3 separate regions of the Mus musculus genome follow, and all the other regions are linked to region 1. Evidence: chromatin contacts called from public HiChIP or PLAC-seq and promoter capture Hi-C data. All regions are on one chromosome and are shown on one strand. Each heading gives the region's core, a stretch centred on a gene start, on an enhancer-like site or on the middle of the called end of the contact. The rest is flanking DNA. Distances are from core to core; before and after follow the strand shown.

Evidence for each region. Promoter capture Hi-C pulls out the DNA fragments that hold promoters and counts their contacts. HiChIP or PLAC-seq counts read pairs in DNA pulled down with a chosen protein or histone mark.
Region 2: an H3K27ac HiChIP or PLAC-seq map of thymic regulatory T cells shows a contact between it and region 1, with 11 times the contacts expected there. The contact joins the promoter of Dnajb14 here to the promoter of Slc9b2 in region 1. A contact is called at or near these places in 2 of 39 promoter capture datasets (hippocampal neurons and liver), 8 of 115 datasets of contacts at active chromatin or transcription factors (astrocytes, differentiating embryonic stem cells, embryonic forebrain and 5 more) and 1 of 9 other capture datasets (adipose tissue).
Region 3: a contact with region 1 is called in a promoter capture Hi-C map of hippocampal neurons, with 5 times the contacts expected there. The contact joins the promoter of Ddit4l here to the promoter of Slc9b2 in region 1. A contact is called at or near these places in 3 of 39 promoter capture datasets (embryonic stem cells, hippocampal neurons and liver) and 1 of 9 other capture datasets (liver).

Annotation. Positions count from the first base shown.
Region 1 is chr3:135,305,465-135,310,062 of GRCm38.p6, forward strand. It overlaps Slc9b2 (solute carrier family 9, subfamily B (NHA2, cation proton antiporter 2), member 2), which reads left to right and starts at 2,236. Exons shown (of 13, transcript NM_178877.6): 1 at 2,236-2,317. The region is part of intron 1 of Gm46826 (a long non-coding RNA gene); the gene reads right to left.
Region 2 is chr3:137,865,140-137,869,737 of GRCm38.p6, forward strand. Dnajb14 (DnaJ heat shock protein family (Hsp40) member B14) reads left to right here and starts at 2,536. Exons shown (of 8, transcript NM_001033155.1): 1 at 2,536-2,917. The coding sequence starts at 2,785. H2az1 (H2A.Z variant histone 1) reads left to right here. Exons shown (of 5, transcript NM_016750.3): 2 at 1-71; 3 at 381-494; 4 at 872-1,001; 5 at 1,247-1,783. The coding sequence ends at 1,308.
Region 3 is chr3:137,621,153-137,625,750 of GRCm38.p6, forward strand. It overlaps Ddit4l (DNA-damage-inducible transcript 4-like), which reads left to right and starts at 2,520. Exons shown (of 3, transcript NM_030143.4): 1 at 2,520-2,731; 2 at 2,980-3,121. The coding sequence starts at 3,031.

The DNA.
Region 1 (4,598 bases), core at 986-3,485:
AATGTAAGTAAATCAGTAACCTGAGACAAGTGAAATAAAAAAATTATTCTAGAAGTTTATGTGAATTTATGAATGATAACTCTATAAGCATTCTTTACAAGTGGTTTCTTTCAGCTTTAAGGTTGTGTGTGCAAGCTGTTTGTTGTTACCTCAAAAGATCATATCAAAACCAGCTCCTTACTCTCTGCCTTTTCTCAGAGAGACTGCATTAGCCAGGATAACTGTAGGCTCACAGTGAAGGGCTAACTCCACGTATGAAGATGGTGCAGATGATGGATTTGAATCGAAATTCACAACAAATGGGTGCTTGGACTAGCTCTGCCAACGACTCCCATGATAAGGTCGTTAGCGCTCTGGTCAGGTGTTCCACGAGCAAATGACAGACTGACCCAGCCACCCAGCTTGCCCTGTCCTTTTTGCTTTAGTTTCTGGTCTTTGTTTTTAGAAATCAGCTTCTTACTAGGTAGCTCACACTGGCTTTTATCTCACCATTCCCCTGCCTCAGGATTGCTGAGGTGCTGAGGCACAATATAGACTGTGCCACCATGCCTAGTTCTTTAGTTTATGAAATTAGGAATTTAGGCTAAATGCTTTGACTTTTGTTTGTTTTGTCTTGGGTTTTTTTTATTATTATTATAATCAAAATGCTGTAACTTCTTACCTAGTGAATGAATGAATGGAACAGTGGAGTTCCTAGAAAAAGTATCTACTCAGGACCTCTAGGACCAAGTACCCAGCACAAAGATTTATTTGCTCCAGAGAAACAGAGGGCAGGGAGTAAGACTCAAAGATAGGAGATAAAAGACAAGGGAGAGGGGGCAGGGATATTTATCCCAGAAGGTGATCAAGGACTGCCTCTGGATAGAGAGGTGACAGATGTGGCATACAGGAAAATGGCAGTTTAAGGTACAAGGGGAAACCTCATGTTAGGATGAAGTGTTTAATTTTAATCAGGCATGTTAATTAGATGAACCGAAGGGGCTTTCAATTGCTGGACTTCAATCCTTTGATAGTTGGACCTTGGTAGTCAGCCTCAGGAGAAAGAAGTGGCCAATTAAGGGAATGAGCCTAGGTGGCTAGCTTTAGGAATGGAATCTAATGGTTTTAGCAGTGCAGAGGGAAATGCCTGAGCCATGCTTGCCACCTCAAGCTGACCAGAGTCCCTTCAGGAGTAGAGCATCATGTGTGTTGTGAGCAGGAACACACATAGTTAAAAACAAATGAATTCGTTTAAACACAGTGACCTCTGCAACAGAGAGATGTTCCGTTACTTCTGTCAGAGCTCAGAGGTTACAAGCAATGAAACCAGAGTGAATCTAGCCCAAAAGTTCAATGTTTTCCACTCACGCCAATAAAATCAAGGCATATCAAATGAACATCATATGACCAAAGGGTTGGGGGAGGAAAATATGTCTTAGTTCTGCAGGAAGAGGAAGCCAATGAGAATGGAAATTTTTGCAAGTTTTAGAAAATGAGTTCGTTTTAGGAAAAGAATCATTTCATTTCCTCTGAGAAAGGGTACTGGATGGAGCCTAGGTTCATTCGGAGGATTTCTGTCTGGAATAGAAATGTGCTTAATACACCTGCATGCTTGAAATCCAAGACTGAACTTAGCACTTGCTCAAAGAGTAAGACCAGATAATGGACGAGAGCAACTCCTTTGAGATGCTCATAAACCCCCACTTGGACTTGGATGTATCTTTCTGCTTGGGAGAATTTCATCCCCTTACCCCTAATATTTAAAATCTATGTTAAAATCTCCTAACAAACTCCAACTCCGATTTAAACGGGGAGGGGGGGGGAGGGAGGAAGACACCAAACTGGAAGTCAGAAATAAAAAATTAAATGGCTGATGGGAGGGAGCGTTACAGTAAAACAACATAGCAAGAGGCTCACAGTGACAGACACTGGCCCAAGGTTTCACTCCGCCATTTGTCACCTGAAGGAAAGAACCCTGCCTGTGAGAAGACACTGAGAGTCCTGGAATTTGCGTCGGATTACAGAATTTAGGAGATTCAGGAACAGTGAGAGAGCCTGCTGCTCTTAGCCTTGAGAGGTGGCCAGAGGCTGCTGGAAGCTGGGGCGCGTGGGCCAGGGTCTCCCTCTGGCTGAATGAGCAGAGCCCTGAACTGAGAGTGTGCCCCGCCCTGCCCCTCCCTGCCCCGCCCCTCCCTACCCCGCCCCGCGCCACTGGACCTCCCTGTTTTCCGCCGGCCCCCAGCCACAGCACCGCCCTAACCTAGCACGCCTTGGTAAACCTAGGCTCAACTCCCACTCAACGGAAGCCAGGAGGCCTGCGCAGACTGCCAGCAATGAGGTGAGTAGCACCGAGCAAACAACCCATGCGCATAGCTGGTACGGGAATGTGTGTGTGTGTGTGTGTGTGTGTGTGTGTGTGTGTGTGTGTGTTCGAGCGGGGGTTTTCCTTGTTTTTGTTTTAGCTCTCAGTTTTTGGACTGGGTGCTGAGGATCTTCAAGTCTAGACCCTAGACAATGTGATGCCTGCTCAGAGCACGTGAGCTGTAGCCCTCTTACTTGCCAGGCATCAGCTTCTTGTCACACACTTGCTCAGACTCCGGTGAGATTGATTTCACCAAAACATTAACGGCAGGGAGCTTTAAGCCCCCAGCAAGTAAGGTGGACCGTGGAGCAGTTGCCTGGAGCAGGTCTACTCTCTTTTCCCTCTGAGACGGCCCCGCCCCTTAGCAGATACAGATGCTGCATCGTGGGTGGGTGCTGGATTACCGATTCATAGGTTTGAAGGTTCAGCAGACACCTGCATGTCTTCTCTGAGCTAAGCAGGCACAGGAGATAATCACGTGTGGATTGCATACCGTTTCCACCCTCCAGGAGTTCAGAACGCAGCTCTGGGATCAGAGTATGCCTAAACAAGACTTTAGATCCTGAGCATGCACGCTGCTCTGGGGACGTGGGCAAAGTGACAGCCCCCTGTAACTGTGATACACACCAGGAGCACAAGCAACATGGGGAAGAAAGATGTATTTCATATCACAGGCTCACAGTCCAAAGAAGGGAATTTGCGGTAGACACTCAAGGCAGGAACTAAATAGAAGCTATGGAGGGATGCTGCTTACAGGTTTGCTCTCTATGGCTACCTCGGTTTGCCTTTTTATAGGCTCCAGGACCGCCATGGGGACCCACAGTGGTCTGGGCCCTACCCCCCAACAAACATTAGTCAAGAAAATGTCTTGTCACACTTGTCTACATGCCAATCTGATGGAGGCATATTATTAATTTAGATTTCCTCTTTCCAGATGACTCTAGTTTATGTCAAGTTGACAAAAAACTCACCAACCCACTGACTAGGGCATGTTATATATTTTCTGGCATAAAAAGTCTTTAGGGTTACAACCCCATCAACTATATTCTCAGCCCTTTTGGAGTACCCACAAGAGGAATTAAGAATGAGCCAGAAGGAGAGCTGGAGAGATGGCTCAGTAGTTAAGAGTCCTGAGTTCAATTCCCAGCAACCACATGGTAGCTCACAACCATCTCTAATGGGATCTGATTTCCTCTTCTGGTGTGTGTGAAGACAGAATTTAAAAAAAGAAAGAAAGAAAGAAAGAAAGAAAGAAAGAAAGAAAGAAAGAAAGAAAGAAAGAAAGAAAGAGAGAGAGAAAGGATAAGCCAGATGTAGTGACTCACAACTTTAATTCCATCACTTGGGAGGCAGAAGCAGGTGGATCTCTGTGAGTTTGAGGCCAACCTGGCCTACAGACTGAGTTCCAAAACAGCCAGAGCTATATAGTGAGACCATGTCTAAAGAAGAAGAAGAGGAGGAGGAGGAGGAAGGAGAGGAAGAGGAGGTGGAGGAGAAGGGAAGAGGGAGGGGAGAAGGAGGAGGAGGAGGAGGAGGAGAAGAAGAAGAGGAAGAAGAAGAAGAAGAAGAAGAAGAAGAAGAAGAAGAAGAAGAAGAAGAAGAAGAAGAAGAAGAAGAAGAAGAAGAAGAAAGAAGCAGAGAGTAAGCCAGAGGTGTTAGTGATAGTGACCCCATGAGGCCTGGATCCTAGATCTTACATGCAAAGTTTCTGTGTGAATGTGGAAATTAACACTCATTCGATTCTTGCTCATATTCGTGTCCACAGCTTTTCTTCTGGCTGAGTTTGGGTGTACATCTCGAATTTAGCAAGCAGATGCTCTGCCTGAGCCTACAAAGGTGCTGGTGCGGGGGGCCCCTGTCCACTGAGACTTGCAGACTTGGTTTTCCAGTGTTAAGTCCTCCGCCCTCTTGTGACTGACAGGAGGCAGTTGGAGGTGTGAGAGTGGGGGTGAGGTGGAGTACAGGCCTGTAATCCCTCTCTTCAGGAGACTGAGGCAGTACAAAGACTGCTTAAGGCCAGTCTAGGCCACGTCGTGAGTCCCTGTTTCAAAAGTTGAGGGAGGTAGTTGGACACTGACTTGGTTACTTTCCTATTGCTGTGATAAGACACCATGACCAAGGAAAATGGTAGAGGAAAAAGGCTTGGGGGTGCTTACAATTTCAGAGGGTAAAAGATTTTAATCATCTGACAGGGAGCATGGCAGCCGCAGGTGAGCAGGTGCTGGACACAGTAGCTGAGAACTCTCTTGAAATTCCC
Region 2 (4,598 bases), core at 1,286-3,785, 2.6 Mb after region 1:
GTAAGGCTGGAAAGGACTCCGGAAAGGCCAAGACAAAGGCGGTTTCCCGCTCGCAGCGAGCCGGCTTGCAGGTGGGTAGCAACTGCCGCAGTCGGGTGACCGGGCCTTTATGTTTGCACCCCCCTTGCTTGTTTGTCTGCACCCTCCATGGGTGTTCCATCTTAGCATGAGTGATGTGTCGCGACTTGGCCCTGCGGAGACAGTGAATACTGGGGTTTGGGGAGGGGGGGCGTCGGATCACATGTGTGTTAACTGGCGGGGCGCGTTGGTGCACCACCACCGTCCTTGGCTTTGGCGCGCACATCTTATCTTAACGAATTTCCTATCTTTGTGCATTTTTTTTCTTGTTTGTTCGTTTGTTTGTGTGCATAAAAATCAAGTTCCCTGTGGGCCGTATTCATCGACACCTGAAATCTAGGACAACCAGCCACGGACGTGTGGGCGCGACCGCCGCTGTGTACAGCGCAGCCATCCTGGAGTACCTCACCGCAGAGGTAAGCGGGAGTACGCCTGTGATCTGGAAAAGCTCTGGGGGGGCGGGGGAAAGTGGCGAGAGAGGAGGAAAGTGATGCAAGAAAACTCGCAGGCCCTAAGAGCGGCGCGCAGACCGAGGGAGCGCTAGAGGGAGCTCGCGTTCAGCCGAGGAGGCTGCTGGGCCAGAGTGTGCTGCTCCTGCAAATGCAATTGCGTGCCCCTTCGGGGTTTTTTGGGTGGTTTTTTTTTTTTTTTTGCATAATTCTGCATAATTTTATCATTCAGGTAGTAGGGAATGACAACAGTTGGTAAATAACACCATTGAGGTTCAAAGATCTTGATTGAAAGTAAGTTGGAATATTGATCATCAGATTTTTATTTATTTTTTGCCTTTTAGGTACTTGAGTTGGCAGGAAATGCGTCAAAAGACTTAAAGGTAAAGCGTATCACCCCTCGTCACTTGCAGCTTGCTATACGTGGAGATGAAGAATTGGATTCTCTGATCAAAGCTACCATTGCTGGTGGTGGTATGTCATCCCTAAACTCCTAACATTCTATTTAAGAAGAAAATTCCTACACTCCCATTGTTTCTAGAAGAGATTTCAGTACAGGGTGCTTTCATGGGGTTTGGCTTTCCACTTAGTTTTTGCTAAGATCATTGTTCATCCCTCAAGTTTTCACTTTGTATATGAATTTTACCTGCTTTGAGTTCATGTATTGTTTTTTTAAATGTTTATCCAGAAGGTAGACTTAATCTGTGTCCCTCTCCTAGGTGTCATCCCACACATCCACAAATCGCTGATCGGGAAGAAAGGACAACAGAAGACTGTTTAAGGATGCCTGGATTCCTTATTATCTCAGGACTCTAAATATTCCTAACAGCTGTCCAGTGTTGGTGATTCCAGTGGACTGTATCTCTGTGAAAAACACAATTTTGCCTTTTTGTAATTCTATTTGAGCAAGTTGGAGGCTTAATTAGCCTTCCAACCAACCAAATTTCTGCATTCGAGTCTTAACCATATTTAAGTGTTACTGTGGCTTCAAAGAAGCTATTGATTCTGAAGTAGTGGGTTTTGATTGAGTTGACTGTTTTTAAAAAACTGTTTGGATTTTAATTGTGATGCAGAAGTTATAGTAACAAGCATTTGGTTTTGTACAGACATTGTTTCCACTCTGGTGGATAAGCTCAATAAAGGTCATATCCCAAACTAGCTTTAAACTTGCTTAATAATCGGGACTTACCTTAGATCTCACTCAGCAACAAGTACATTCTCTGCTTACTAATTAAACAGTGCATCTGTAGTCATAACCCCGTGGTACTTTTGTTGTTTCTTTGTATCATATGACCTCTTAGGGTCTTAAAACTTGGGAAGAAGCTGGAGGTAACTGCTTTTGGCGTCCCCCCCCCCCCCAATTGACAGTTAACTAATGTGAAAGGGCCTGTATCCTAAGGTGGGACACAAGTACAGAGACCCTCAGGGTACAACGAAAGTACCTCCACCGAATGAACTTCGGATATAATTTGCTTTTAGTGACCAGACACAGGTGTGAAATGCTAGTCACATCTTGATTCATGCCAAGCATGTTCCATTATTATACATTGACCCCTTTCCCCTCCCTGAGCCTTAAGACATGTATCCTAATTCCTGGAGCAAATCAAACAGAATAGGAGGTGCTTAAGCAGCCTATGTGGATGAAAGAACTTCCTGCCTTACAGCTGCTTTAACCCAAAGAGCTGCATTGTACCTGCCAGGTGGCAGGTGGGTCAGATGTGCCGCTGAGAAGGGCTGGGGAACTGCGGGGGTTGGGGGTTCCAGGGCTTCCGATCCAAAGCAGGAAGCGCCTGTAGGACGAATCCATGCGGCAATCACTCCCTAACGGAGGCCCAGGGCTTCCCAAGACCTAAGGGCCAGGAGGCCTGGCCTCTGATCCTTGTGGATCTGGTCGTGAGGGTCCCTGTCCCCACCCCGGTGGCGCGGAAGGCGGGCTCCGGGCCACACCGGAGCCTAGGGGCCGGGGCGTCCGCGCTCCGCCAACCCACGGCCTCCCCGCCCTCCTCCCGGGTTACCGCGTCGGCTTTACGGTCCGCCAGGCCCGGGAGGGACGCGGCTGGCGCCGCTGCGGCCGCGGGGGGCGGGGAGGCGGCCGTGAGGAGGCGGAGCTGCGAGGCCGCCCGTCGCCGGGCCGCCGCCGCGGTGCCCGCTCCTCCCCGCGCCGTGCCGCGCCGTGCCCCGCCCGGCCGCCTCGCCTCCTCCGCGGCGGGCCCCCCTCGCAGCTGCGCGGCCGCGGACACCGAGGCAGGCGCGAGCCATGGAGGGCAACCGCGACGAGGCGGAGAAATGCGTGCAGATCGCTCGCGAGGCCCTGAGCGCCGGCAACCGCGACAAGGCCCAGCGCTTCCTCCAGAAGGCCGAGAAGCTGTACCCGCTGCCGGCCGCGCGCGGTGAGCCCCGGCCCCCGCCGTGACCCCGGCCCCCGCGCCCTGCGCCCCGCCGGCCGCGGCCGCTCCAGCACTCAGGGACACAGGCGGGGCGCTGTGGGGTGCTGGGTGACGGGTCCCCTCCCCAGATCAGCCTAGGCCCCTGTGAAGTGACAGGAGCGGGGACTCCAGCGGCTTCTCGGGCTTCACCATCCCCGGGTTCTGTAATTTGTCCGTTCCTTAAGCAAGTATCTTCGAATACCTTAGATGACACTGCTTTTCCCAGGGAGGAGAGAGCCCTTACAAGACAGCTCCACTTTCGAAAGGGATGGTGAAGTTATTGATGATTCCTAAATAGTGTCTGGTTTGATATGGCACCGTAAGTACCCGCAAGTTCGGTACATCGCTAAAGAGTAGGCTATGGACTTACCCTACTTTAATTCACCTTATTCATTGTCTAACTCTACAGTCAACACAACACTCACAAAGCGCCACGAGTTGTGCCTAGTATTTTATATGCCCCTCTTATTCCTCAGAAAAGTACCGTGTTATTTGACCATGTGCAGAAACTTTTGCCAAATGAATGAATGAATGAATGAAATGAATGAAAATACCTTGCCCAAGGTCGTATAGGAATGGGCAAAGTCATAATAGGCACTGAGTTTTAATCTCTACAAGGCCTTTACTACCGTTTTTTGGTTTTGTCTTTTTTTTTTTTTCCCATGCCCATAGGATGACATTTAACTGTTGTTGAAAGAATTTCCAGGTTAAGAGGATTAAGAGGAAACTTGATAAGCAGCCCCCTGTTTTAATTTATTGTTTTCTTAATTCTTTTTACATCGTTGAAGCCTTTTATCTCTGCTGATTTTCACTTTACCTTTTTGTTAGCATTGGGACAGGGCAGGAAAAGATAGTGAAAGAAAAGTTAATTGTAAAAAGTGTGAAATAAAAATTATCATTTTTAGGTGTACAGTTTAGTAGTGTTAAGTATTTTCATGCGTACCACAGGATCGGTATTTTTTTGTTTTTTATCTTACACCAGTTAAGTAACCCCCTGTACTCTCCTGTTTCCTGGTAGCTCCCTTGCTACTGTCCATTCTCATAGACTAGTCTAATTTGGTACCTGATCTATGTGAAATCGTACAGAATTTGACTTTGCATGTCTGCATTATCTATTTACTTACTAACTTCAGATTTCATCCATATTGCAACCCGCGACAGATTTCCTTTTTTAAAATTGCTGAACAGTATTCTATTATTTATATACCCATGTGCCTAGGTGTGGCTGTGCACATACACATTTAACATCACCTTTTCTTTTTGGAGGGTATTTATTTAGCGCGTTGCGTGCATGCGTGCGTGCAGAGGAATAGGTCTCTCCCCACATAGTGTAGAGATTGAGCACAGGTCTAAGCTTTGACACTAGCTGTCACAAATTCTTACTTAGTCCCTGTCAATGATGTTTGGGTTGCTTCCACCTCTTTTGTGTTGAGTAATGTGCCTATGAGCATGAGTGTCTACAAGCCTGATTTCAGTTCTGCATATATACCCAGAAGTGGGATTCTTGGGTCATATGGTAATTCTAATTTTGATTTTTGAGGAACCAGCACATTGTTTTTCCAGCCCGGCTGCACCATTTTCGTACGATCCGCGTGGTTCCAGCTTCCCAATGTCTGGCAGAGCGTGGCAGCTCCGTTTTTTATTT
Region 3 (4,598 bases), core at 1,270-3,769, 2.3 Mb after region 1:
CTATGAACTACATCCACAACATTTTCAGAAATTGAGCGTATCATTTATGACAAAAAAAATAGCGTAGTTGTAGTGGCTATTCCTGGTTGTCAACTTGACTATATTTGGAATGAACTACAATCCAGAATTGGAAGGCTCACCAGTGACCCTTATCTGGAGGCTTGGAGATCCTTATCTGGATCTTGGTATGGAGATCTTGAGCCATAGTGACTATGGATTCCAGAAGATTGAATCTCAGAGTTTAAGGAACACACCTTTAACCTGGGCTACACCTTTCATCTGGGATTAAAGGTGTGGTGGAACACACCTTTAATCTGGGCTACACCTTCTGCTGGAGACAATATAAGGACATTGGAAGAAGGGAGTCTAGCTCTTGCTCCTTCGCCTGCTTGCTGCGTGAGACTGAGTAACTGCTAGATCCTTGGACTTCCATTCACAGCTTCTACTGAACAATTGTTGGGAATTGGGCTGCCGACTGTAAGTCATCAATAAATTCCTTTACTATCCATAAGTTCTGTGACTCTAGAGAACCCTGACTAATACAGTAGTCTTGGTTTTTCTTGATTCTGTTTGAATCCTTAAAATATTTCATTTTCTTAAGTCATCTACTTAGATGCAAAGATAGAAGTTGGTGAGAGCATGTGGCTTGAAATCATGTTAGGTGACCTTTAAGAAAGACAATCTCTGTCGGTTACTGCAGGTATATGCTCTACACCTCCTGATTCCTCCTGCCCTAAGCTTCCTGATAGCATCACTCGTTCAGTCAAAAAGAATGCTCTTATTTGAAATTTTTGCATATGGGTAAATTGCCTTCTGAGATAAAAGCCCAGAGAGTGATATAAAATTGTAGCTAGGTGAGCCAAAAGTAAATACCACATTCTAGAACTTTCTATAACTTTGTCCCGGTGGAAGTATGAATTATGCCTAAATACCCGAGTGGAAATGCTGCATTTTCTCTATTCTACCCACGTCCATTCTGATCACTTACTATCATAACACTAATAACATTCCTTGAAGCAGGGAGGACGCAGCTGTCATTAACAAGGCTGACTAGATAAGGACCAGCGGCTCTGTAGCAGCTAAAGGACCCATTCTAACCGGCTTAAATGGGATTGCTTGTTTTCCACTTTTGTTATTAAAATAGAAGTGGAAATCTGCTTTCCCCAGCCTATCAGCATCCCGTGCCTGAGCCTGCCTGACCTTGAGCAGTGCAGCTGCTTCGGGAGAGTTAAAAATGGACCTTCAAGCTGGCTTTAGTTTCTGTTGCTCTGCCTGCAAGTGTCCTCCCACTGATCTGTTTATCACACTCTCTTTACCACTTTTGTTGTTGTTTTTCCTTCTGAGAGTTTTTTTAGCCTGGACAGCGGATCCTACTTCTCAAGGCCCTAACCTGCAGGTCCTTCCTTGCACGTGGGGACCCAAAGTGTGCGGGAGTGGTGCTGGAACCTGGCCTTGAATGAGGTTCACCCTCACCCCAAGTATCTCGGTCTCTTCCTTTTCTGATCCACCTCAACCATCTCAGCAACCTCAGCAACCTCGCTGGGAACGCCCACCCATTGCAAACCCTGTGCCACTGGCGCAGGGCAGCAGGAAGGGTGGCTTAGTAAAGTTAGAAGAAAACGTTTGGCATCGTGCTTTTAGTGGTGTCCCAGACCCTCTGTTCCCTCTTGCTCAAGACTCCCCGGAAAGAGTCGCAGAGCTTATCCTAGCAGGACAACTCTTTATTCTCATGCCCCACAAGCTTTTTAAAGACCACTAAAGCTTAAACTTCTTCCCAAACAAGCCCACCGGGAACTTTTGCTTCTGGGAATGGCAATTGCTCCTAACTATCCTGCGGCTGGAGCAGGCAACTGAGATCCTGTTAGTGGTTTTGTTTAGTTTCTTGGCACTGGCCCTCTTCAATTCAAGTTCTGTGCCTTTCGAAGCCAGGTCTTAGAACAGGGCCAGGCTCGCCCTGGCCGCGGAGAAAAACGGTTTAGTCACAGATGTAGTATCCCCAAAGATGCCCCATTGATTCCTGAGTGCAGCTGAAGCTAGAGAGCCCTTACCACATCCCGACCACCTGCGGGGAGACTGGGTGCGGACTGGAGCTGATGGGTTAGAGTCAGAACATGGGCATAAAGGATGCTCACAGAGCACAGTGTCAACTAAGCCAAATACTTATTCAGAATGACACAGCAAAGTTTTGGGTCATGCCTAACAGGACCTGGAGCTTCTAGCTGCTTGAAAAGTTCCATAGCCAAAACCTGAGCAGTCTGAGCCTGGAAGCAGGCAAGCTGTGGGCAGGGGCTCACGCCAAAGAATCTAGGTTAGTGGCCGAAGGGAGATGCTCTTTAGGAGGGTGACCAGTGGCCAACTCAGGGTGACCAGTGGCCAACTCAGGAAGCAGCAGGTGTCCGCCCAAGGCGAGGCTGATCACCAACTCCCAGGGGCTTGCCTGGGCCCCTGCCTGGGAAGGAACTGAAAGGTGACCTGACCCTGCAGGGGCGGGCCGGGGCACGGGCCCGAGCGAGTGGCGCAGGTGGGCGTGCCGGCCAGGAGGAGAGGCGGGACCTATAAAGCGCTCTCCATTCGGGAGGCGGAGCGGCCGGGTGCAGCCTGTGCTGGTGGGCGCGGTGGCCCGCAGCCTTCGGCTTGCTGCAGGACTGTGCAGGGGACCACTGTCCAAGCTTCGGACTACTGAGGGGCGCCTGCCTCGGTTTACCCTTCAGCGTCTGGTGAAATCCGGCAGGTGAGCGACCCGAGGAGGCGGGATAGGGCAGGGTCGCTTCCCAGTTGTGCTGACTTTCCAGCTACTTCCAGCCTGTTGGCTTTAGTTGGCGCCTCCGCTCCTAGGGCTTTGTCAACTTGAGTTGCTAAGGCTGGTCCCTCCCTTTGGAAGGGCAGTGCCCGGGCTAGTTCGCCCTGGCGATGCCGGGACTCTGAGGAGCCTGTGCACTTCTTGCGTGCTTTTGCAAACTTCTCACTTTTTCCTCCCAGCGCCTAGGGAAAGATCCGTTCTGCTCCGCGAGGGAAACAGAGCCGTTGACCATGGTTGCAACGGGCAGTTTGAGCAGTAAGAACCCGGCCAGCATTTCAGAGTTGTTGGACGGTGGCTATCACCCTGGGAGTCTGCTAAGTGGTGAGTCTCTGGGCTGTCCACCTCTTTCCTATCCGAAGGTTGCGGGGCCCCTCTCTAGTGTAAGCGTCCCTGCCTGAGTGCGCGAGACTTCATCTCCTCCTAGAGACACAGAGGACTATGAAACCCATCTGAGATCTCTTTCTAAACTTCCTTTGCATTGTCTGCCCACCAAAAACAAACGTAAGGGGAATAATGCGTTGTTCCAGTCTGCTAAGAGGCTCTTGGGGATGAAGTTCCCTATCTCATGGTTGGAACATTAAGTGTACAGGCTGGGTGTGTTTAAAGACATGCGCTTACTTGTGTAGCTAGCACCACCACGTCCGTCCCCCCTCCCCCCCCCCCCCCAAATTCTCCCTTTTCTGTTTGCCACCTAATCCTTCTCTTTCCCGTCTCCAGAAGACCATCCTTCGGCATTTTGTTACCACGTTAGTTTTGCTTTTAGAATGTTAAATAATAAGTGTATATGCTCTTCTCAGTTCGGTTTGCTTTCCCACCGTGTGATGTTGTAGAGTTATACACTTACCTCATCAGTGAGTTCCTTTTCGTTGCTAAGTAAGATTCTATTATGAAATGCACCCACTGTGCATTAATGTCAGAAGAAAACTTGAACAGCCCTGGTTCTACAGGAATCATCATTTGCAACTTGAAACGTCAATTTCTAATCTGACAGACTATTCAACTATGGAAGAGTGGTGTGAGCATATATTAAGTGGCTTAAGCTCTTTAGATTTTCTTCATCTATAAGATAATATTATAATTCTAAATTTGTCTGTCTTCAATGTGGATAAAAATACAGATATGATTTGGAATCTATTTGTTGGAATTTAAAAAATAAAACAAAAAACAAAAAACAAGCAGTGCCCTCTAAGTGAGCTAATGACATAGAAAACCAGGAGAGGAGAGGAAGGCTCGTGGCCGCAGTGTGGCATGGCACCCGGCCAAGTAGTAGGATTAATTTGGAAGGTAGGTGACCAAATGCAGAGCTATCTTTTTTCCTCTGAGTAAACCTAACTTTGTTTTCCTGGGACTGTTTTGTTTTGCTCAGCTAAGAAAAACTGACCCAGCCCGGTTATAAATAAACTCAGGAACCTCAAAAGTCCTCTCTCCTCTGCGAGCAAACTTGAATCAAACAGGTCAAAGCCAACACTGGACCTCCAGGCCATCCTAGTAAGGACTTCTAACGAAAACTAAGGCTGGTAGATCATTAGCATTGGGACAGGCTCACTTTACAGCGTTTGAAACCATTCTGCACGCCAACGGTCCCTTTGTTAAGCAATAGTGATGATTTTTATTCCAGATGTTCTGCATGGACTTGTGAAAAAAAACTAAAATAAACTTGGAAAACCCTACAGAGAGAGCAAGGGGGAAAGGAGATCACTAGTAATCTTGGATGACCTTGGACAGATTTTTGCCACATAATCCTCAAGACTACGGGGAGAGAAGAAATTGTAAAAGAGGGTTGTTTTAACCTATTCAT